Linked DNA regions of Mus musculus: all the other regions are linked to region 2. Evidence: chromatin contacts called from public HiCAR-type and promoter capture Hi-C data. All regions are on one chromosome and are shown on one strand. The core of a region is the stretch at or near the end of the contact, and the rest is flanking DNA. Distances in the headings are between cores, read along the strand shown.

Region 1 (6,369 bases), core at 2,071-4,570, 2.8 Mb after region 2:
GCTGAGAGCTGGAGAAATTGTCTTCCCCAGAAGAGAGCACAGCAACTGGTCATCCAAATGGTCAGACCTGAAAACGTGCACACAAGTAACGTTATACAGACTGAGCTCCTTAGGGGTTTTTTTTTTTAATCTGTTTAGGAATATATATGTACTTGCATACATGCATATGTGCATGCAACACCAATGGAAAAGGTCATAAATTTGAAAGAGAGCAGGAGGGGGCATAGGGGAGCGTTTGGGGGGAGGGAAAGGAGAGGGACGATGCAATTATAATCTCAAAAAATAAAAGAACAACAAAAAAAAAGTAGACAAGTAATAAAAACAGAGATACAGTCCACGTGACCATGCTGGGAAGAGGACAAAATGAAATGTTCTAGTGAACCGCTCCATCCTCAAGGGTGATGAGAGAGGTTTTAGGTTGACTAGAGGGTGAGAGGTGTGTATAGGTAATCAGTCCCGGCTAAAGAGCTGTCCCAACCATCACTGACCTGTCATGATCTCAACTCGAATCCTTTCTATATATATATATCCTGTATATATATCTTCTGTAGCTCAGGTTGGCTTCGAACATTGTTTCTCCTGTGTTAACCTCCCTAGTGCTGGGATTACATATCTTGTGGTTTGAATAAGAATAGCCCCCATAGACTCTCGAGTGAGTGTGTGTGTGTGTGTGTGTGTGTGTTTAAATGCTTGTTCCATAAAGAATGGACTATTAGGAGGTGTGGCCTTTTGGAGGAAGTCTCAATGTGAGGCTTTGAGGTTTTCCTTGCTCAAGCTACACCCAGTGTGGTACACAGTGTCTCCCTGCTGCCTGAGATCGAGATGTAGAACTCTCAGTTCCTTCTTCAGCAGCACCACGTCTGCCTGTATGTTGTCATGCTTCTCGACAGACATGATGTAACAAACTAAACCTCCAAAACTGTAAGTTAGCCTCAGTGAAATATTTTCCTTTAACTGGGACATGCCTTTAATCTTAGCACTCAGGAGACAGACACATGTGGATCTTTGAGTTCAAGGCCAGCCTGGTCTACAGAATGAGTTCCAGGACAACCAAGACTACACAGAGAAACCCTTTATAAGAGTTGCCATGGTCATTGTTCACCCACTAATAGGGAACGTGAGCTGGGTTTAGACCGTCATGAGACAGGACCTTCAGAAGAGCAATCGGTGCTCTTAACCACTAAGCCATCTCTCCAGGCCATCTTAAAATTCTTAAGCGATAAGGAGGTCGGCCAGTTCCTCCTGCTTTCTGTTTTTTATAACCCACGCACACACGCACGCTCCATCCACAGTGGGGAACAATCATGGAGGAAGAGGGTTCCCAGACTGCCCTTCGAGAATAAAATGGGAGGCCAGAACCAAAGTCTTTTGGATAAAGTACCACATCGGACTATGCACTAACCCATTTGGCTGCCTTCCTTCCCAAGGCATGGATCGTCCCAGCATAGGAAAGATCTCCCTCCCTCCCTCTCTCCCTCTCTCCCTCCTTCCCTCCCTTTTGACCCATTTTCATTCTTCTACCATACACTCAATAAAATTAAATTAAATTAAATTAAATAAAGAGTTGCCATGGTCATGTCTCTCTGTGGCAATAGAAACCCACTGAGACAACATGCATGCACCATTTCAACCTGTTTCCAAAGAGGAATGTTTGACAGAGAAAAGTCATTTTCTTTGGGTATGGTCTTGAATAAATCTAGTTCCAATAATTTCTGTCACCAGGTCTTTCAGTAGAGCTGTGAGCTGAATTAACCTGAAAGTCCTTGCTGTTTTAAGGCAGGGTCTTGGCTGGCCTAGAGCTCAACTGTGAATACCAGGCTTCTATAAACTCACAGAGATTTCTTCCCTGCCCAGTCCTCCAGTGCACTGGGACAAAGAGCACACCCCATCACCCTGGCCCTGACCTTAGATGTTGGCAAATGTTAGCTTTCAGAGGCTGTGCTTCTACATATGTGTGAGTACTCTAGTGCATAAACTGATTAAAGAGACAAATGATAGCACAATTACACTTGTCCCAAGAATCAGAGAATTACTCCCCCTTCCCCCGTTATTTCCAACAGTTAATAATAAACCTGTCAAATGAACGTTGCTGGACCCACATCCGAATCCTTTGGAAACAATATTATGTGAAAAAAGCAATAATCGAGGGCCGGCTTGGAGGGAGCAGTTCTTCTCAAAGCTTGTTAGGGATACCCAGACACAGACTTCCATGAAGCAGTAAAAGGGAGCACTTGGGCATAGATAGGAAGTCTCTATGCTTAGTGTATTCTTTGTCTTTTGCTGCGGGTATCTGTGTGTGTGTGTGTGGTTTTTGTTTGTTTGTTTGTTTGTTTGTTTGTTTTGTCTTCGTGCTACCTGAACCATAACCTCCCGGGTTTGTTTGTTGTCTTTTGTTTTAGAAAAACACTAGTTTTCTTCACGTTAACTCTCACAGCAATTTGCATGGTTTGTGTTAGCGCACATGATTAAGGAATAACGAGGGTGTCACACACTCTTGTGCTATGTGCGTCACCAGATCTTCTGGGCTCTGCAAATTTGCTTTGTTTTGTTTTGAGACAAGCCCTTGTATATAACCTTGATTCAGCCGGAGCTCGCCAAGTAGACCAAGCTGACCTCGAACTCAGACCAGCATGCTTCTGCCTCCGGATTAAAGTTGAGTTGAGAGGGGCGGGGACCTTTTAGGGAGGGCTGACTGGCTTATTCTCCTGCCAATCAAGATCTTCTGCACAACAGACCTAGCTTACATCAGACGAGATGTACCCGCTTTTCTCTGGAGCGGGGGCAAAAGCCGACGAAAGGGTATTTCCCAGAACCGACGGAAGTAGGACCTGGAACCACTTCCTCCAGTGCGGGCCAATGAGCTCTTACTTATGGCAGTCAATTTAGTCCCGGAGGGGAAGAGCGTTTTGATTGGTGGCTCAGCCGGGAACGCAGAGGCTCACGGGAATCCATTCCGGCCGCTTCGCCGTGACTGCCCAGAAGACCTGTCAGTCAGCCGAGCGTAACCGGTCACACCTCTTCCGCCGCCAGGCCGCGACACCGCGGGGGCCGGGCAGCGCCGCTCGGCCCAGGCGCTAGTGCCGCCGCGAGGCGCGGGGCCGCGAGGGGCGGGCCTGGGAGGGGAGCGGCCGCAGGGGCGGGGCCGGAGGAGGAGGCGGAAGCGGCGAGCGAGCCCAAGCCGGAGCCGCATCGAAGCTGCGTCCGGGCCGGCGGAGCGGCGGCGGCGGGGTTGGCCGGGGCGAAGGGGCGCTGGAGCCTGGGCGGGCGGGCAGAGGGCTGGGGGGGGGGGGGCGCGGCCCGGGAGCGGGTGACGGGCGTGCCGGGGGGATGCGCGCTGGGGCTGTGGGGCGGGGCGGGCGGCGGCCGCGGGAGCGGCGCCGGGGGCGGGCGGCGGCATGAGGCGCGGGGCCGGCGGCCGCGGGAGGGCGGCGCGGCTCGCGGCCCGGTCGCTCCCGCCGCAGCTGCTGGCCCGCACGCTGTGCCCTGACAGCTGGGCCTCGGCCGCTCTCGTCTCAGCCGCGTCCCGCGCCGCCGCAGGTGACCACTCGCCGCGCCGCCGGAGGCTTCACCCGCGTCCTCCCTCAGGACGCGCCCGCGGAGCTCGGGCGCCTTCGCCCCGGACCCGGAGGCCGCGCTGCGCGGGGCGGCGGCGAGGCCGGAAGATGGCCTGGGTGCTCAGTATGGACGAGGTGATCGAGTCCGGGCTGGTGCACGACTTCGACTCCAGCCTGTCCGGCATCGGGCAGGAGCTGGGCGCCGGCGCCTACAGCATGAGGTAAGGGGCGCGCGGCTGCCTCCGCCGGGCGGGGCCTGGGCCGCGGGGTCGGGGTCCTGCCGCGTGGCGCCGTGGCCTGGGAGGCCGACGGGGGCGGCTAGCGGCGGAGGACCCCGTCGCTTCTGCCTGGGGAAGCCGCGCTAGCCGTTGAGATTGGGTCAGAGGGGCAGGGACTTTCTTTCCAAGTGATTTACGAGTCCTTTTAGCTGGAGTAGGCTGTACAAAAGGCACTGTTTCTAATGGGAAAACTGTAGCTTTTCCTACGGTGCCTGGTAGCGTGGCCTGCGACTTTCAGCCGCTTGACATTCTGATAGTAAGTTATATTGTGAGTGAAAGTAGCCCTGAGGGTTGGCGAGCGCAGTGACTTGCTTGTATAGTCTCCTGATTGAGAGTGAAGTTGGGCCCTTGCTAGGTTTCTTCATTCTCAAAGTGACTCCCCTCAGGCTGTTTCCTTTTGCAGAGGGCTTTAAGATTGTGCCACACACAATAGTTTAGTCACTGCTGTCTGCACCAGCAGCTGTTCCTTTTTGTGTAATTGGGAGAGGCGGAAACAGATAGGAGCCAAGTGTGTCTGCCCCTTACTTATCCCGAAAGAGTTGAAGAGTTCTTGGTGGCTCGGCAGCCCTTTGTTTCGATGTTGGAATATGGCTTGTGTAGGGTATGGTTTACCCAAGGAGGTAAAAAACGGAGTGGTTTTTGAAACGTGTGAATTAAGTGTAGTACTTAGTTTTCAGCAGTATGGTTGGTTGTGTAAAGTGTGCGATGTGGGCTCCCTGGGGCTCTCCTACCTTTCCTGCCGCCCAGGGGAGGTCAGAAGCATTGTTAATACCCTAAGAGAAATGCCCTGGGTCAGAGCTGGTCTGCACAAGTCCAGCCTCATCCCTGAAGCAATTAGCCTTGACTCTGGCGGGTCGGGAGGTTTCTTGGCCCGTGGAAAGAAGCGGTGGAAAACATACTAAACTAAGAATTAAGCCGCTCGCATGCATCTGACCCTGACTTGGTCTTTGCTTGCCTCCCTAAACTTGGCACCTTCTTTCTCTCAGTTGTGTAACTTGAGGGCTTCGGATGAGGCGGATTGTTTGCTAGACCAACTCTTGGTTGTTGAGGAAATTGAGCTACCGAAAGTCTAGGGATCATCTAGAGAGGACTGGAGAGTAGGCTCTTCTGGAAGTCTTCCTTTAGTGCGTGTCCTTGTCCACTGGAGAGCACAGGAGCGGAGCCCAGCCTGGTCTCCTTGCTTCAAGTTCTCAGTCAGATGGGGCTGCTGAACAGCTTGCTTATTGGTAGGTTTTAGAACTTGGCTTTTTTCTAGGATCTTCTGTGAACTTGTGCTTGGCTAACTTGTGTTTGGGGGGTTATTTCTCTGAAAAGGAAGTCAATTCTTGGTGGCAGCCTTCTCTTAATAATAATCTTTAAGGCATGCTGGCATCTTTGTGGTTCTCATCTATGATACTCCACTCAGGAAAACCTTTTCAGTGTTTTTGGCTATGTCCTTTCATATAAAATTTCTAGAGTCTCAGAAAGTGTCAGTTTTTGAGGGGACTTGTTTATTTGTTTATAAATTAATTGGGTCATGAGAAATCAAGAGGAGTTTGCCTCTTGTGCCTTTCAAGACCTTTGATTTGAAAATTTCAAGTATAAACTACTGTGAAATTGAACTGACAAGTAGACCCTCCTAGGGGCATGAGGCTTCGCTTCTGCAGGCCTCCCCCGTAACCCTGTCCCCCAGAGCAGACTGCTGCTTCTGAGAAGGTATTAGGAAGCAAACTTATCTTTTTGTTATTTGTTCTCACCTGTGAAGCTCAAGAAGTAAGCCTGATGTGGAGCTCACATCTGTAATTTCAGCACTTGGAAGGCTGAGGCAGTAAGGTGACCTGAGTTTGAGTCAAACCTGGGTACATATTTTGACCGTCATATAGACACATACAGATCAGGAAGTATACTTGAGCTTCTTGGAGAAATCTGGATAAAGTTTTGGTTTGGTGGGCTGCAGAGATGGCTCAGCAGGTAAAGTCATATGCTGACATCTTGCCAACATGAGTTCTAGCCCCAGGAACACATGGTAGAAAGAGGACTGACTTCTGCAAGTTGTCCTCTTACCACATGCATGCAGAAGGCATGTTTGTGCTAATTGTATTTTTAATTAAGTGCAAGCTGCTTTCTAGTGTTCTTTATACTGTATTTGCTGTCTTTGGATATTTCTTAAAATAGAATTTATTCTGTCTCTAACCTCAGGGCTTTGGGAATTAAACCCAAGGCCTTGAATGTACTAGGTAAGGTATTTTCTTTCTTCCTTCCTTTCTTTCCTTTCCTTTTCCTTTTTTTCCTTTATTTTTTTAGATAAGGCCTCACTATGCAGTCCAGGCTATCCTGGAATTTACTATGTAGCTAGCCTGGGCTTCCTTGAATAAATCCTGAGTGCTGAGGTTATAGGAATTTATAGGAATAAAGCACCATTTTCTTTTCCTTCCTTCCTTCCTTCCTTCCTTCCTTCCTTCCTTCCTTCCTTTTCTTTCTTTTCTTTCTTTTCTTTCTTTTCTTTCTTTTCTTTCTTTCTTGAGAAAGGGTCTCATTTAGTCCAAATATCAGAGGAT
Region 2 (5,945 bases), core at 800-3,299:
TGCTGAAATTTTGACTGACTTGCTCACACAACTCCTAGTAGTTTATTTTTAATGTCTGAACTAATGATGTTTCCAGATATGTGTTTCAAATAAAGGAACATTGTCCAGCTTTTGCCAAGATAGTTCCATCTAAAAATATGAAAAGACAAGAGAAACATGAAAAACACATTATTGTCATTAATATCAGAGACATTCATGTTAAAAATATATCCACTTTCACAGATTCTGGTAGTTGAAATAAAAAATACAATATCTGATGCAGGCAAGTAAAATCAGCAATGAATATTTGTTATTAAAAAAGGAAGCACTTTATTTCTTGGCATTATCTAAGAAAACTATGAAAGATTTGCTGTGGAAAGAATAAATATGTATGGATCCAGCCATCACACTTTCCAAAAAGTATAAACATTTGCAAAATTTTCCTTCATCTATTAATATATCTGTGGAGCAGCCAGCCCACACAGACCTGGGGCATTCACATGTCAGAATATTCCATAAAGATCTGGGAACAGATATTTTTGGCAGAAAGAGAGACTTAATGTGCCGAGAACGACTGCCTACCACGTAATTCAGGGTTACAGCCTGAGTCAGGGACTCCTCGCTGTGACAAAGAGTGTCAGTCTACAACATTCTTTCGAATCGTTTATTATAGACTCTTTCAACAAGAGGAGTCGTTTTTGTTTTCAGTTGCCAAATAGGTGGCAAAATATGAAGGAGAAGTAACAGCGAACTTCTAAAGCTGCTTCACAACACTAGTGTTAACGCCTATTTTTACAATGAAAGAGAGCTAGGTGTGGTGGCGCTTGCCTGTGACCCCAGCACTGGAGTGGCTGCTAGCTTTGCCGACCTGGTAAATTCCAGGTCTATGTGAGATTTAATAATGTCTTTAAAAAACCAAGGAGCATGACTCCAGGGAAATACCACCCAAAGTTGCTGTCTGTGAGCCAATTGTAGACAGACAGACAGACACACAGTTTCTCTCAGCACACTTTTCTCTGTGTGCTGAACCTCCAGGATTGATTGATCCCACAGTGGCAGCCCCGTGAACATGAAAGGTTAATCAAGCCTTTGATATCTCAGTGGATACGGGCAGCTCTGAAAGTCCTTTTAGAAGCCATCAGACAAAATCCAAACATGTCATCCGTGGGCTTATTCGTGGGCTTCTGAAATCTGCAGTTTTTGCAGATGGGAGGTCGTGCCTAAGACCATTTTGTGCCCTTTCCCCCAGATACCTGCTCGGCTATCACTTCCTGCCAGAGGTCTTCTCTCACCATCTTCTCCAGCCAGAGGCCTCACCCTCAAAATGTTCTCATCATTGCTTGCCGCTGAGTTCACGACAATCTGTCATTACCTTGTTTATCTGATCAAGTTCATCTACTCAATTAGAAGGCAAGTTTCCCCGAGAGCATGATCAGGGCTTCCGGTGCCTGGAACTTTGAACGTGAGGGCCTTCCCCAGATACTTTTGGGATTGAAGAACATGCCTACGATTTGGGTCTGTGTGTTTGTGTGTGTGCGCGCGTGTGTGTGATGTGTACAGGTCTCACTGTGATAATTCAAACTCCTTTGCCCTGCCACAGGTTCCAGGGTACCCGGGACAACAGGTGTATAGCATCATACCTGATTTTATGCTGGGAATGGCACCCAAGGTTACAGATATGCTAAGTAAGCACCCTATTACCTGCGCTACAGCCTCAGGTGGAAATCTCTTTAAAAACAGGTATTTTCATTTCGTTCAGCCACACCCACCCTCCACATCCTTTCCCACAGACTGCGCGCCAGGTGCCTCACTCACCCAAAACCTCCCACCAGACCGCTTTGAGGCCACCTGGCTAAGTACGGTTACGAAACGCTCAGATACCAACGCTCGGGACCAGGCCCGGCTTGAGCCAGTGCGTGTCGAGCGTGTCTCCCTCCCCGTCACCCGCGAGCCCTGCGCTCCGCGGTCCAGCCAGTAGCCTCCGAGCCGCGCGCGTCCGCTACCCCGCCGCCTGCCACAAGTACTTCCGGGTGAGCGGGTCGCCGGCCGGTGGCCCCGCCCCTCTGCCCCGCCACCGCCGCAGCTGCAGCCGCTGCTCGGGCTGCGGCTCGTCCCGGGTCGCGTTCGCTGTGTCGGCCGCGGGGCGAAGGGCGCGCTCAGTGTGACTCCACGACCGGCCGCGGCGCGAGGAGCCCTTCTTTTTGTCTCCCTGCGGCCCGCGGGGTGGACGGTGCGGGGGGGTGCAGAGTGTGGCCGGCGCTCTCCTCTCCCGGCTCCCGGGCGGCCGCTCCGGCCCTTCCGGGCGGCGCCGCAGCCTCATCCCGCGCCACACGCAGGTAAGGGCAGGCGGCGGACCCGGCTGTCTCCAGGCGCTGCCCAGTGGCGGCTCCGGGCTGGGGTCGCCCGGCGGGTCCCCTGCTCCCGCTTCGCCCGCCCCCCGCGGGGGAAGAAGGGGTTACGCCCCTTGGACCGGGCATCACTTGGGACAGCTGGGTGCTCCAGCTCCCGTTGCTCCCGGCGCCACACTCCCGCAGACTCTGTCCTCAGTCTGTCCCGGGAGGGGCCGCCCCGGGAACGGTGTCAGGCCGGTGGAGGGCGTAGCTTTTTGAGTGAGATTCCCCCCTCTCCTGCTTCCTTCTTGATCTGAACTGAAGCGCGCGGGCTTACCAGGCTCAGGGCAGGACGGTCAGGGTTAATGCTTGACTAACAGCGGGCGTTATTTACACCCACATTGTGGAGTTTCATAGCTCCAGTCAGGCCTGGTTTCCCTTTGCTGTGGATATCCAGCAGGAAGCAAGGGACATAAGAGAACCCAGAGGAGAAAAGTTCAAGCGTTTGCTTTGTGTATTATGTTCCCCACCTCGAGACATACAAATATAACGTAGAAACGTGGCTAAAGGGTATCCCAAACTTTCAGTATTTGTAGCCCCTTTTGCTTTTCCCATTTAGTGACTCAGCATTTTTGCCACGGTTTTTCTACAGTAGCTTGATTGACTGAAAACTCTGTAAGGATAACAGTGACTGCTATTCGTGTTGTGTTATCGCAGCGAGAAGAGGTGCAGTCAGGGTATCGACAGATACATTCTTAATCAGTGTTGGACTTTTTCTCCCCAGTAGGTGTGAAAAGCTGCAATTGCTGAAGAATGTGTGTTGCAGTAAGAGTTAGTTGGCCAAGTTTACCGTAGCTTCAATGTCTTGCAGAGTTAGCCCCGATTAACCAACATCATGCTCTGTTTAACAACTACAGGGATCCTATGACCTCGTATTTAATACACTCATGCCGAGTAAGAACTTCGGAAAGTGTGATTCACGTCGGAAGTGAGGTCACACTCTGACTCGTAGATCGGGATCTTCCCATTGAAATAGAGGAAAGCCAGACCTTTTCTGCCCGTTTAATTAGATAATTGTACTCTTTTTTTTTATAGCGAGTGATGTATAATGTTTGGTTCTGTTTGTTGCTGGGTGGTGATTGTCATGCACTATGGCATGGAAATCAAACGTTAAAATTTGTATAATGTTTTGTTTTGTAATACTTTGTTGGACTGCTGTGATTTTTAAGTCCCCCCCCCCTTTTTTTTTTTACCAGATGTGGGAAGACAAATGAAGGGATTTAGAAGCCAAGTAAATGTCATTGGGAAGGAGAGCTACCACCACTGAGGTAGGAAATAGTACTGTGTACTATATAAAATAGCTTTTTGAGTGGGAAGCTGCAGCACTTTGCCATCCTATCCTTAAAGATGCTGAATGAGACTATATTAACTTCTGTTCTGGAAGGAATTGTGTTGAAGTTTTGGTGTATTTTTAGAATTGACTAATTTCAAACTTGAAGTAACTTTTTAGTGCTGCAATGTCATTTGATCATTTTAGTCTTTCAAAATGAGATGCAAAAAAACTTTGGATCCCAGAGTTCTTTATAGGGACAACCTTGCTTTCTTTCCAGTTTTTTTTTCTTTTCTTTTCTTTGTAGAGTCCTGATTATTTTACCTTGATTGACAGTTTAGAAGTCCTATTGACTAGTTGGAAGATAATACCAAATGTATTGGTGTTAACTTAAGACAGACGTCCCTTTGATTCTTTGACTAACTTTTTGGCATCTTTCTCCCTTTGGATATCGATACTTAAATTCAGAGTGTTCTCCAATGTTGCTTTTTATTTCTGTCCAGCTGATAGGATGATGATTCTGTTCTTGTTAACAGAGATTCCCTTTTGGAAAATCCCCTGTGAAAACCTTCATTGGAGATAGTCTTGACGCACAAATACGTCAGGGAAATCTTCTTAGGTTAGGATTTAAGCATCTTCAGAATGAAGGGAAAAGAGATAGGAAGCATATTTGGCAACACAAAACCAATTTGTCGTTGTTGTTGTTGTTGTTGTTGCTAACTTAGGACAGAAAAGTGATTTCTTGCAAAGATCTCTGTGAATCTTACCCTGCTCCTTGTATGAAAAGGGACAGATTTGGTGACGTGATGGTGGGGTGGGGATGATTGTCCTTCTGACGTGGTGGGAGCTCTGTTGAGGATTAGCTAAAAGGCAGTAAAATTCTTCTGTCCTTATTCAAGGACTGCTGTCTGCTGTGCCGACTAAACAATCCCGTTGGCAGCTTTTCTCTTAGGCAGTTGCTTTCCCTCTGGAGAGTCTGAGTGGTGGACGTGATCCTTACCTGGGAAGCCATACTCCTTAGCCCTTATGTTTGCAAATAAACACTAGACTCTGACCCCTATTCAAAGCCCAGCTTTTAAAACTTCAGCAGGAAAGGAATTGAGCAGAGTTTACCTTATGAGTAAAATGTCTTTGTCCCTTTCCCCATTCTTTCCCTTTAAAGCTAATAGAAGACAAGACTGTCTTGGAAACGGAGTGCTTGGCATTGCACTTTAACCTTTCAAGCTTTCTGGTCAGCGGAAAGTTAGTCTAGACTTAAAGCAGTTACACACTAGGCTAAACTTATACATTGTAAAGCTGGGCTTATCCTGTGAGAATGCCAGTTCTTGGACAGTCACTGAGGCTCGATATCTGGGTATGGTCTTCTTTTAGTCTAGGGGTTGGAAAAGAAATAGGTAAATAGACACTTGGGAAGAAATGACATCCATAGACAGAGAGCTCAGTGGCGTTTGTGCCACTTTTAAAGATTTGTAAAACACGTAAAAGCAATGGTCATACGAGGAAAAGCCCTTTCCTTTCTGCACAAGCTTCTTACCGTCCCATAACCCTACTCCCCGGGCCAGGCCACCATAGTTAATGGTTTTCATGTATTTCCCTCCTCCTGCTCTCAGTAGCATGTACAGTTGCATGTGTTTACAGGTGCCTTTTACCCGTGATGCATCTGAGATATGTTTCTGTATTAGCATCCACTCCAGTCTCATTTTAAAAAGACTGGATTTATTCATTTTCCATACTTTTACTAATTCCATGTTAGTAAACATTAGGTCATTATTAGTCTTTTGTATACAGCGCTATAAGAAAGACTTTTAAGCAAGTGCTTGACCATTTATAGTTCCATCTGTGGAGTACAGCTCTGGTGTATGACTGTGAAGTTGGCACTTAGATTATGAACATGAAAAATTTGTTTTATATTAGACTTTATTTTATAGTAGAAGGTAATGTTTTCTCAGGCACAGGAGGAGGAAGAATTAAAAAATTTTATGTTCTTTACCCATCACTTCCTTTTAAAAAGCATTGTGAACTAGGTGACTCCATGTCACTGCCTGTTGTCAACACCTGGGGGTTTAAGCCAGGGGACAGAGTGTGAGGCTACTGTGGTCTATACAGCATGTAGTGAGGCTGTGTCTCAAATCAAATTGCAACTGTGTTTTATAAGTTGATTTAAGACATTTTGCAGTGTTAATGATTGCATTGGTAAATGTCAATGCTGTAGTTGAAGACTGGCGCTGACAGACATAAACCACTGGCATTCGGTAAGATGGCCGCAGCTGTAGGTTTGTCTCAGAGTTTAAATTTTCTGTTAATTA
Region 3 (6,133 bases), core at 1,342-3,841, 2.6 Mb after region 2:
TGTTGAGCTCTTTTCCCACAGAGGAGCTTAAATTCCTTCTGGATTTGACTTCTCCCTTATAAGCAGTTAGCTCATAATCTTAAAAAAATCCAGTCGAGGCTCTTTTCCAATTAAAGGGCTACAGGAAGGAGTCCTGCACTCCCGCACACAATGAGGAGTCAGGAGGTCAAAACCATTGTTGGTGTGGAGATGTCACATGAGGAACTCGCAGTTCCAAGTATTACAACTCAACTGCTGTTTCGGATCCGTCTTCTTTCCTCTTTCCCAGCCAGGCAAGTGTCTAACCACTTCTGTCCTCATGGAGTCATTCTACTGATACTGCTACGAGAACTCTACTGTGTGCCAACATCTGTGTTGTTTCCAGTTGGGCTGTGCCAAATCTTGAGTAAGCCACTCCCACTTGTTCCCTAATACCCCACCCAGGAGAGAACACAATGCCTTTCTTGGTGGACATTTGTTGAAAATATGACTTCAAACTAGCCATGTGGTCACTTCTTTCCTAGCTTTTGTATGGACAATAAACTCCCATTAGAAAAAAATTTACTCAGAGTTTCCACTATTTTCCCAGATAAATAGGCTGGGAAGTCAGGCTCCTGTGTTTCAATACACCATTCCAGTCCTGTTAAAAATAGACATGTTTCTAGATGCATTCTCGTGACTGATCATGAAGGGAGGTTCAGTATATCAATTTATTTTCTAAATTTCCATCTAACCCTTTCATTTCCCTGCACCTTTGTGTTTTTAAAGGTTTATGTGTATGACTGTATTTCCTGCATATCTGTATATGCACTCCATGCATGCCATTGGCCAAGGAGACTAAAAGAGAGGGTTAGACCCCCTAGGACTGGGGTTACAGACAACTGTGGGTTGCCGTGTAGGTGCTGGGACTCAAGCCTGGGTCTCTGCAAGAACAAACACTCTTGACCTCTGAGCAATTTCTCCGGCTCCTGTTGTGTTTTGAAAGAAGATCTCAGTAGCCTAGGCTGGTCTTGAACTCCTGACCCTCCTGCTGCCCATGTGCTAGGATTACTGGGGTGCTCCACCAAGAGAAAGACAGTTCCTAAATGGCAACATTCAAAGCAACACCTGTGTTATTTAAGGGATGATATTTTAAAAATTCAAAATACTTTAAAAACATTTATTTGTATGTGTACTTTTAATGTGTTATGGGTATTTTATGTACTTGTACCATGGGCATTGCCTGGCGCCTTTAGAAGTCAAAAAGGGCATCGGATCCTCTGGAACTGTAGCTAGATGGTTGTGAGCTGCCATGTGGATCCTGGGAATCGAATCTAAGTCATCTGCAAGAGATCTGATGATGCCTCTGCCTCCAAGGGCACCCAAACTCAGGTGCTTATGCCAACCATTATGGAAAACTGCAAACAACCCAGAGGCCTATTGCTATATGGACGGATGGATCAACAAGTCAGAGTATAACGGGGAAGGATTAAGTATAAAAAGGTAGAGACTTTTAAGATACGTACTTCATGGAATGAAATACCAACATTTTGCTATGAGAAGTTAGACCCAAAGATTACAGCAGCAGATTGAGCCCTAGGGATATTGGGATCAGGGTTAAAGAAACTGGGAGAGGGGGAGGAAAGGAAAAAGAACACAGTGTGGAGTTACATAACTTTAAAAAATGGAAAATTACCCTACCATGTTAGAAATAAGTTTAGAATGCAAGAGACTGAGTTCCCGACTCGTCCAAGTGTCACAGCTAAACCTGTTCTCTACAACACTGGGCTGGAGAGATGGCTCAGCAGTTAAGAGGGTTTGCTGCTTTTGCAGAGAACCCAGGTTCAGTTCCCAGCATTCACATCAGGTGGCTTACAACTGCCACTTAACTCCATCCAGATCTGACTTCCTGGAACTTTTGGTTTCTGCAAGCGGGCACACTCAGGTGCACACACGTACACATGAAATAAAAAGAAATCTTATAAGTTAACGGCCCCAGCCATCCCCAAACAAAACTCGAGTTCTGTGGCTCAGGCTTGGGAGGCAGGGGTAGGGCCAGAAATGTAAGACCATACTGTAGGGTGAGTTCGAGGACATCCTGTGCTGCCTTTAGTCTCTGTCCAAACAAAAATCAAATTAAAGTCGCCCAGGGCAGAGGTGGTTAGTGGGTAACGGCGGTCTGGGGGCTTCCCGAAGTGAGGGTGGGAGGTGAAAGTGCGTCAAGAGAAAATGTGGATCCATTTGCAAAACCTCGGTATCAACTGGAAACAGAAAGTCCTCCAGGGCGACTGTGGGGGTGGCAGCAGGAAGGGACAGCCAGGCCTGTGCCGAGGAAGAACGCGACCCGTGTATTCCGGTTTTAAGAGACGGCAGGGGCGGGGCAGGGAGAGAAGTACCAAAAAGTTTTGAGTCTTGATGATGGCGGCGGAGCGAATCGCCGGAGATGCCGGAATTCCCACACTGGCCTTCCAGGGTCGCCCACGCGAGGCGACCCACACGGCCCCGACAGCCCAAGGCTCGGGCCATCAGTAGCGCCACAGGCCGCAGCCCACAGGGGCTCGGGCGCGCCGGGAGGCCGGGCTGGAGGCCGGGCGCGTCGCTCTGACGTCACGCGCGCGCTGACGTCGCCGGCAGCCGCAGCCTCTGAAGCGGGGCTGGGACCGGGGGGCGCCGAGTTTGATTAGTTTAGGGGGGCCGTCCCCCGCCGGCCGCCGCACCCCAGGCAGCGGCGTCTCTGCGTGTCGGCGCGTCCCGGAGGCTTCACCGCCGCGCCTCGGCGGTGCTGCGAGGAAAGTTGGCGTGTAAGGGGCGACGGGCGTGTGAGGGGTGGCGGGCGCGGCCATGGAGCCCCGCGGCGCCGAGTACTTCTGCGCCCAAGTGCTGCAGAAGGACGTGAGCGGCCGGCTGCAGGCGGGCGAGGAGCTGCTGCTCTGCCTCGGCACGCCCGGAGCCATCCCGGACCTGGAGGACGATCCGAGCCGCCTGGCTAAGACCGTGGACGCGCTCACCCGCTGGGTGGGCTCGAGCAACTACCGGGTGAGCGGCGGTGCGAACGGGCGCGCGGCCGGGGCGGGCGGGCGCGCTGCCGCCGGGGTCCGGGGACGCGCTGGCATCGCCCCCCAGGGCTTGGGGTACGGCCCCAGGCGGCGGTTCGGTGACACGTTGCTGTGTTGCTTGGCGCTTTACAAAGTGGTAACTTGCGGCCCAAGGCTTTAAGACTTTGTAACGTTTGTCTACGCCCGATGGCAACGCCTGCGCTGAGATGGGGCGTTTGAGTACGGCGTGAAGTTGGACCGTCAAGTTCATCTCTTGCTGTTATACTTAATCTCCAGTTTCTTTTCTCTCTACCCTCTCTTCATCCCTCTCCGCCTCTCTTCCTTTTTTTTTCTTTTTTGCTTCTCTCTTCCTCCCTCTCTTTCCTCTGTCGTTCCCTCCCCGTCTCCCTCCTCTCTTTTCCTCTCCCCTCTCCCTTTCTCCCTCTTTTCTTTCGTAGTCTTTACGTGAAGGTTGAGATCACCCAAAAGCACCGTTAGCGCGTATTCAGGTCCTTCGCACGGAAGGACTGCTCATCTCATGGCATTTATTCACATTTCCCTTAATTGACAGCAGAAAGCCGTTGACCACTCATCAGTTCTCTTGTTTTCCCGCAGTTGGGACGAACTTAGATTTGAAACACTATGGTTTAGTTGATGCTGCAAACGAAGCGGGAATGGGGAGGAGTGCGGTAAGGTACGAGGAGGAATGGGTGTCCGGTCAGCATCAGGGAGTTGTTATGTAGCCACCGATGGAGAAAAGTGAATATTCTGTAATTAGTTGGAGTTGTTAGTGGTTACTTTTCTTTTTAGTCTTCTGGTGGCAGTATTGCTTTAAAATGCAGGCGGGAGCTCCCGTGGATGGAACGATTCTTAGTGATGTATCCAGCAAATAGGCTGTACTTTGAAAGCTTCTATCTATAGAGACAAGAAAAGCAGTTTTAATGATGAGATCTTTATGGAATTGTTGGAAGGTTAGACTTAGCAAGATTTAAAATAAAGTTTTCCTAGCACATATTATCAAATGTACATAATGGGTTTCACTGGCATCTTCATGCATGCATCTGTGTAATGTACGTTGTTCACTTTCACCGCTATTTCCCACTCTTGCTATTTCCATATAGTTCCTCTCTACCTTTGTATCTTTTTTTTTTTTGATTAAATGAATCAGTAAGCTTAAGGTTATTTAAAGGAGTATGGGTGAAGGGTTCAATAAAGGAACATGGGCATCTTATTAGTGACTGCATCACTGAAGAAAATATTTCCCCTATAATGTTTAAGGCCAGATTGGACTATATGATGAGGCCCTGTCTCAAAAAAAGGGGGGGGGGTAGGGGGCTTGGGGAAAGCTAATATTTACTAAAATACAGGGAGTATTAATTTCTTTTGAAGAAATTACCTAGCTCCCCTTACTGTGTAAGCAAGGCACATGTGTGCTCAGCATGGCTGTTTTGTGCTGTGTTGCAGCACTGGCTATTGTGGGAAGTCAGCCCGTTAGTAATGTTGGCTCACTGTCTCTAGAGGAAGCTGCTGGGCTTCGTTCTCCACACTGACAGTGGATTGCCTTGGAGCCTTTGCAGCCCTCAGATGTTTGTCCACAAGTGGCAGTAGTGATACCACAGTTGTCAACTCTGTTGTCACATCTCTGAGCATCCAGCTAACTGGCTAGAGTCCTTCCAGGAAGTATCTGATGTTCACACATTCTTTCCATGTTCCTTACAAGATACTTAGCCTGAGACAACTTAAGCAGTTGGAAGTGCCACAGGCCTTACAGCTTTGTCAAACACTTTCTGGTAGCGCTGCTCATTAGTCTTTATTTCTGGTACATGAATGAGTCACCTGTCTTCCTTAGGTCAGTTCCTTGGTTCTGCCATTAGATGCCACGCCTTCTTCTCTACTCAAGGACACTCATCACCCAGTTTTCTCCTTCAGAAATTACTAGTTCTCAGTACTTAATATTTTAGCATAAAACCTTTTCTAATGTTTGTTAGAGGGTATTCTATTCTAGTGAGCCTGTTATTTGGGTTTTATTTGTTTACTTACTTATTGACACAAGATTTCACTTCTCACTATGTAGCCCTGGCTAGCATAGAAGTCACTGTGTACACTAGGTTATCCTTAGATTCACAGAGATAGGCCTGTATCTGCCTCCTTTCTCTCACCTAAGGACTGGGATTAAAGGTATGTGCCACCACTCCTGGTTATTTTTAGTTTTTAAAAAATTATTTTTTGTTTTATTGTATATGTGTGTGGCTGTTTTAAATGCATGCATGTCTGTGTATGTGTGCATGGCTTGTGCCCACAGATACCAGAAGAAGGCATTTGCATCCTTTGATTTACAGACAGTTGTGAGCTGCCATGTGGATGCTGGGAATAGAACCTGGGTCCTATGGATGAGCTGCCAGTGGTCTTAACTGCCAAGCCATCTCTCCAGCCCTCATAGCTAGAGTATAATTAGTATGGTGTTAAGATAAAGTTGGAGGCCAGTGGATATACAGATGTACAGGGTTTAAGTTTGTTTATTTTTTCGAAACAGGGTTTCCTGGGGCTTAGGTTGGCCTCTATTTTACTGTACATCTAAGGCCACATGATCCTATTTTAAATGTGGTAGGCTTTATATGAGGGACAGTCCTTTAGTTCTTTGTTGGAAAGGAAAGGAATAGCAGAAGAAATCCTTGGTAGTAAGGCCTGGTTTGGTAGCAGAGACAGTGCTGTGATTTTTTTTTTCTGTTTCTTTTCTCTTTCTTTTTCTTTTCTCTCTTCTCCTCTTCCTCCTCCTCTTCTTTCTTTCTTTCTTTCTTTCTTTCTTTCTTTCTTTTTTTTTTGAGACAGGATGTGGTGACTTGAATGACAGTGGCTCCCTTAGGCTAATATATTTGAGTCTTGAGTACTCCCGTCTCCAGGTGGTGGACTGTTGAGGAAGGATTAGGAGAGGTGTGTGTGTGTGTGTGTGTGTGTGTCCTTGTTGGAGCAGGTGCGTCACTGAGGGAGGGCATTGGCGGTTCACAAACCCACACCAGGCTTGGTCTCACCTCTCCCAGTTTTCAGTTCAGGATGTAAGCCCTCAGCTACTGTTTGAGTGTCATGCTAGTCTGCTCCCTGCTCTGATGGACTGGTCCTCTGAAACTGTAAGCAAGCCTTCA
Region 4 (6,178 bases), core at 3,154-5,653, 2.6 Mb after region 2:
AAAACAGACTGAATGAAGTCAGCAAACGTCCTAGTTATGGAAGACAGGGCTGGAGTATATAAGAAAGTGTCTCTATCCCTAGGAAAAATGTAAGTATTAAAACCTTTTGATGGGTTACTGTTGTGGTAATGAAGGAGAGATCCTCTATGGTCTCAGGCATTTGAACATTTGGTCCTCAACTGATGGTGCTGACTGGGAGGTTTGAGAGGTTTAACTTTGCTGGAGGAAGTATGTCACTGGGGTGGGCTCTTAGATTTCAAAGCCTCTCACCATTTCTTCTGTGCTCTCTCCCTGCTCATGGTCGGAGATGTGAGCCCTCAGTTTGCTGCTGCCTTCTCTGATGCTTCCTCATCATGGTAAACTCATCCCCGTAGAGCAGTGGTGCTCTACCTAGTGCTGAGAGCCTTTGATAGAGTTCCTCATGTCGTAGTGACCCCCAACCATAACTGTAACCTTTCTACTGTCATGAATCATAATGTAAATACTTTTGGAGATATAGGTTTGCCAAAGGACTTAAAACCTACAGGTTGAGAACCACTACTCTAGAAATACAGATTCTAATAAATCCTTCCAAGTTACCTCTGGTGCTTTATTGTAGCAATGAAAAAGTAACACCCATTACACTTTAAATTACTTTCATATTTTTTAATGATGCTGTGCCTTACCTGGCCACCAATCAACTCTGGAGCTCAACATCAGGATATTCACTATACATTTGAGTCAATAAATTACATTCTCTCTGGCTCAGGGCCTTCACTCCCTTCACTAGATCCTAAGGAGGCTACATCAAGGCCTGGAGCAGCAGAGCCTTTAGATGTACCTGCAAAAGTAACGCCAAGCTAGATACAGACCAAGAACTGGCAAGCTTTTTCAGAAAAGGGATATTCTAGACTGCTGATGAAAAGGAAAAGCAAAAACTGTGTAAGTACTTTCATAACAAGAAAGAAACGTCTGCCCCGTCCTTGCCCCTACCCCAAGCCTAAAGACACAACAGCTGTTCAACTCTCGTCAACTAGACACATTCTCTGAAAAGTGCCACTTTGCAGGAAAGGAAATAGAGGAAGAAGTGGCCAACACAGCCAGCACCTCCTGTACTTTGGCTATTCAGTGTCACCCAAAATTGACTTGTTAAAGACTCAGCCTCCTGCCCGCGGCACTCTAGAGAGGTGCCTGAATTAAGAAATGCTTATCCATGAGTCAATCCACTGGTGAGTTCTATTGGCCACTAGAAGTATCATTTAGCTGGATGGAAGAAGATCACTGGACGAGTGCCTTTGAAGGGCACTATCTCCTCTCTGACTGTCCCCATACCCCCAGCTGCCAGAGGTGAGTAGCCTCTGCCATCACACACTCAGGCTGCCTCACTCCAGGCACAAAGCAACTGAACCACAACCACAGATCGAAAACAGTAACAAACTTTTCTCCTTTTCTCTAGGTAATTTTGTCACAGCAATAAACACCACCCAAATTCCAGTGAACTCTCCCCTCCTATGGGAGAACAAAATAATATACTGTGAACCTCCAGACTGGGGGTTCACTGGGGAGCCAAGCATAGCTGAGCCAAGTAGCCAATGTATGGGTGACAGCACCATAAGCCTAGATAGCTGTGGTATGCACACCGGCCAATGGGAAAAGCACTGAAGCAAAGGGCAGAGTGATCACAAAACACCATTAGGCCACCAGGACTCAGAGCTAACCCACCCAAGTGTTGTCTGCAGGCCATACATACACAGGCAACCCATTAGTCCTAATCCTGACCCTGCTAGAAAGTAAGCAAAGAAGAAAATAGGACACGAAGCCTCTTGCTTCAAAGGTATAAAAGAATGACTGCATAGAATATACTGAACCCTTTGTATCAAGCCTCTTCCTCCACAACCTGAGGTCAAGAAGCAAAACCAGAGTTGCTTGGGCAGAAGAGGCCATGTATATTACACATGTACATGATCACAACGTATGAGATGGCTGCCTTAGAACATGTTATGGGAGGTGACAGGAAAGAGCAGCCAGTGGAAACCAAAAATGTTTGACCAGCATGAAGCAAAGGCCAACAAGATCAGCTATGGCTTTACATGAGGGAGCCCACAAAGCTTACTAGACCATAGGCAAAATGCTGCTCCTGGAGAGACAAACACATGAGCTATGTACTTCCACAGAGGGAGCAGACACCAGTAACTAGCTACCCTCTAGTTCTGCCTCTGTTTCAGATACCAAAGTTCTCTAGGAAGACAATCTACCAAAACAGCAAGAGTATACCACACCCCTCTCTTTAAGATTCACAAAGATTTGGCAATCAAGACTCTAGCCTAAGATTACTTACCTAACAATATAGAGACCTATGCAAGTTTAACACAACTTGAAAGAAAGCCAATATGCTTTCTCAGCGTGACTGAAAGATGTCCCCCAAAACACATCCAACACAGGAAATGATGCAGTAAAGAACAACATCTCTTCAGGGCTGGCCAGAAAGCTAAGTACAGGAAGATGCTTGCCACCAAGCCTGACCACAAAGCCAACTACTATACTGTCTTCTGGCCTCCGTATACATGTCAAGGCATGCAAGCCAAGGCATGCACACACAGAGACAGACAGAGAGTAGGAGAGAACATTCTTAGAAATAAGTACATTAAAACAATTACAAATGTGCTTAAGCAGACTTAAGTATATCACAGTGGGCAGAACTCAAACGCTGCAAAGCACGCAGCCCAAGGCTGCATTCAATGTCTCAGGCATTGTCTGAAGACTTGTAAGGCGAAGGCAAAGCTTCCCTCACAGAAATGGCTCACAACCTTTCTAATGCTTTGCCCTTTAATACAGCTCCTCCTGGTGTAGTGACGCCCAACCATAAAATCTGTTGTTACTTCATACCTGTAATTCTGCTACTATCACGAATGGTAATATAAATATCTGATATGCAGGATGTCTGATACGTCACCCCAAAGGGGCCGTGACCCACAGTTTGAGAACCACTGCCTTAGAGGCACGGATGATACAATGTGCATCAAGCACTTGAGACAGCCGCTGGATACACAGGCCACATATACCACCCGCAGACAAGCACTGTGTGACTAACCCCAGCACTCGCAGACGTTCCTTACAGTTTTACAAAACTCGGGCACTTTAAAGCAAATCCACTCTAAAACTCTCGTGAGAGAACTGTTTGAAATCTGGCTCCTCACTCTGTCAACAGATAAAGTCTACTCAGTGCTGGGAGCCATTCTAACTACGGTAAGGGCTGCTAGTGGCCATCTGGCAACACATGCAGGAAACATCACGGGAGCAAGATGATGCCAAAACTAAGGGGTGTCTCTGGACAGCTCTGTTCCCACCCTAATCCACCAGCGTCCCTTGCATGAAACAAGATCATATTACCAGAAATTGGATCATAAGGTATCACGGAAATGTTATCATTATCAAGTACCTGGGTTGTCACCAATTGCAAAAAGGACCAGGGTATTCCATACGTGCATACGCCCGTGTCAAAAGATTTTTAAGTAACCAGTCTCAGCGGTCTACTATGTCATTCAAGTTTTCTTTCAAACGACTGTAGCTCCTAACTTTTACAACTGTCAGTCTGTCACTTGATTATTGGAACATGAGATGACTTACTTCAAGTGAACAATATAATAAGTCACCGACATTTGGTTTAGTGTCCAAATTCTCTCCCTTCCCTTTCGTAACTATTATTAGGAAATCTAGACGTGGTCCAATAAAGTCACAAACAGGGATTGTAAAAGGGAGACTCCAGTTGTAACACCCAAAAAGTGAAAACCGGTCAAACGGCTGTAACCAGAGAGATCATTACACGGCAGACGTCCTCCCAGGTAAGGAGCCTCGGTGACAGAAGGCACTCGGAAGGGAGGACAGGGTTATGAGTCCTCTCACCAGGAAAGAATGCTGACCACACCTACGCTGCTGGCCTGAGTCAGAGTGGAGGCCAGGCGCGGGGGAGAGGAAAAGGCTATGAAGGGAGGAGGAAGCGAGGCTGGGGAGGGGAGCGGGGACAGGAAGGGAGGCTGGGAGGGAGCCCCGCCGCCCGGGCCCACCTCAGCAACGTCTCCAGGGCGCCCTCATGCTTGTCCAGCGGGCGACCGAGCGCCGAGCGCCGCAGTTTGCTGAGCTCCTCGGCCGCACGGCAGTACTGGGCCTGCTCCTCGCCGCCGCTCGGGTACGTCTGCTGGATGAACTTCACCAGCGGCTTGGCCAGGTCCACCTCCGAGGTCTTCTTCAGCTGCACCCAGATGAACGACGCCATGGTGAGCGCCCGGCCGCCGCGTCGGGCCGCACAGACGGAGGGACAGCGACCACGGCCTAGGCGCGCTCGGCACCGGCAGCGGAGGAGCGGACCGACGGGCCGACGGACTGGGCCGCCAGCGCTTCGAGCTGGCCACTTCCGGGAGCCCCCGCGCAGGCGCAGTCGGAGGGGCGCGCCGCTCGGTCACGTGATGGTGCCACCAAAGCGTCGCTCACCTGGGCTCGCCTGTGCGGCGCCTGCGTGGTGGGATCAGGCGGTAGCCTACTGCGATGATTAAATTTTCAAAAAGATTCTTTTGGTTATTTTGGTTTGGTTTGGTTGTTTTGTTCGAGACTGGGTTTCTCTGTGTAGCCCTGGCTATCTTGGAACTGACTTGTAGTCCAAGCCGGCCTCGAACTCGCGGAGATCTTCCTGCCTATGCCTCCCCAATGCTGGGATTAAAGGCATACGCCACTACCACCCGGCTCAAGAAGATTTTAAATTCTCCTTAGATTCTGCTCTATTTTTCTTTTTAAAATATTTTTAATTGATTGTATTTTTCCTTTTTTATTACAAAAATTAATTTTATAGGTCAATATATTCTGCCCGGTGGTGAAATGCTCCTTTGTTATGCTTTCTCCTATGAGACCAGACCCTGGGGAGTATTGTGATGTGCGGTTGAAGGTCCATTGTGTGTGCAGCCTTACCCCCACCCCCACCCCCCAGGGCAAAAGTAGAAAAAGTCCCTGCCTTCGTGCAGTCTTCCAGGTAAGGACACAGTCGGTAGTAAGGTACGTAAAAAGAGATCTCTTAGAAGAACATAGCATAAGCAAGATAATTTAAGAAACATCCTCCCAGAAGATGAATTTAAAAGAATACTCGCAATTTGACATTAAAAGAGAGCACGGGTGGAGAGACTTAAGTGGGAAGAGGCCCCAGACCTAAAGCACGAGTATCCCATATCCAGAACTTAAAAGGGAAGTAGAGACTAGAATGAAAGGAAGTTGAAGAGTGACACCACAAATCATTATGAAACTTGTAGTCAGTGTCTAGAATCTATTTAGTACAATCAGTCGTACTTAAGCAATTTTTTTTATATTTTTTACAAAGGCCTCCCTGGGTAACTGGGGAAATAGATTAGCAGTTAAAGACTGTTTGCTGCTCTGCCTGAGTGAGAGGCCGACCTGGGTTCCCAGTAGCCTCTTTAGGAACACACTCAACACCTGTAACTCAAGGCGACCCATCACCCTCTTGGGGCCTCCTCTGGGGCCAGCCCTCACGCGCACATACATAGAATGTTTCTTGAAGGCCTCCCAGAAGACAAGTCTGGTATTTTTACTGTTTATTTTTATTATGGTTTATTTATTGGGGAGTACTCAGAGGTCAGAGGTCAACTTCTGGAATCAGTCCCTTCTACCACGTGGGTCTCAGGGGTGGAACTCAGGTGGGCATGATTGACAGCAAGCACCTTTCCCTGCTGAGCCATCTCACCACTCTTGATGGAGCAAATGTTGATGAACAATATCGTCCATGAAACATTCCAGGCAAAACTAACTTGAATCTATCAAGCCTTCACATCAAACACGCAATTTTTTTCATTTTTTATTATATATATATATATATACATATATATATATATATACACACACACACACACACATATATGGGTTTCTGCATGTATGTCTGTGTACCATGTTTGTTCCTGATGCCCCCTGAAGTAAGAAGAGGGCATCAGATCCCCTGGAACTGGAGTTTCAGAAATGATGAGCTGCATATGGGTGCTGGGAATCGAACCTGTGTCCTCTGGAAGAGCAGCTAGTGCTTTAACAGGGGAACCATCTCTCCAGTGCCAGATCACACAATTTATAAGAAATACAACAGGCGAAATAAGAAATTCTGTGACGTTTCAGAGCATAACTGGTGTATACGCTTCAAAATGTATCGGCC

Evidence for each region. Promoter capture Hi-C pulls out the DNA fragments that hold promoters and counts their contacts. HiCAR-type assays count read pairs that join an accessible place to other places.
Region 1: a HiCAR-type map of astrocytes shows a contact between it and region 2, with 9 times the contacts expected there. The contact joins the promoter of Ubp1 here to the promoter of Lrrfip2 in region 2. A contact is called at or near these places in 3 of 39 promoter capture datasets (the C10 cell line, embryonic stem cells and pre-B cells) and 1 of 115 datasets of contacts at active chromatin or transcription factors (astrocytes).
Region 3: a HiCAR-type map of astrocytes shows a contact between it and region 2, with 6 times the contacts expected there. The contact joins the promoter of Clasp2 here to the promoter of Lrrfip2 in region 2. A contact is called at or near these places in 2 of 39 promoter capture datasets (the C10 cell line and embryonic stem cells) and 2 of 115 datasets of contacts at active chromatin or transcription factors (astrocytes and large pre-B cells).
Region 4: a contact with region 2 is called in a promoter capture Hi-C map of embryonic stem cells, with 6 times the contacts expected there. The contact joins the promoter of Pdcd6ip here to the promoter of Lrrfip2 in region 2. A contact is called at or near these places in 6 of 39 promoter capture datasets (the 3T3-L1 cell line, cranial neural crest, embryonic stem cells and 3 more) and 1 of 115 datasets of contacts at active chromatin or transcription factors (large pre-B cells).

Annotation. Positions count from the first base shown.
Region 1 is chr9:113,927,992-113,934,360 of GRCm38.p6, forward strand. It overlaps Ubp1 (upstream binding protein 1), which reads left to right and starts at 3,321. Exons shown (of 16, transcript NM_001372510.1): 1 at 3,321-3,775. The coding sequence starts at 3,663. It overlaps Gm39439 (a long non-coding RNA gene), which reads right to left and starts at 2,935. Exons shown (of 4, transcript XR_003948257.1): 1 at 2,736-2,935.
Region 2 is chr9:111,116,075-111,122,019 of GRCm38.p6, forward strand. Lrrfip2 (leucine rich repeat (in FLII) interacting protein 2) reads left to right here and starts at 2,050. Exons shown (of 15, transcript NM_001374664.1): 1 at 2,050-2,315; 2 at 3,566-3,637.
Region 3 is chr9:113,738,882-113,745,014 of GRCm38.p6, forward strand. It overlaps Clasp2 (CLIP associating protein 2), which reads left to right and starts at 2,592. Exons shown (of 40, transcript NM_001114347.1): 1 at 2,592-2,994. The coding sequence starts at 2,800. Gm38623 (a long non-coding RNA gene) reads left to right here. Exons shown (of 4, transcript XR_001779313.2): 4 at 1-942.
Region 4 is chr9:113,703,856-113,710,033 of GRCm38.p6, forward strand. Pdcd6ip (programmed cell death 6 interacting protein) reads right to left here and starts at 4,404. Exons shown (of 18, transcript NM_011052.2): 1 at 4,044-4,404. The coding sequence starts at 4,252.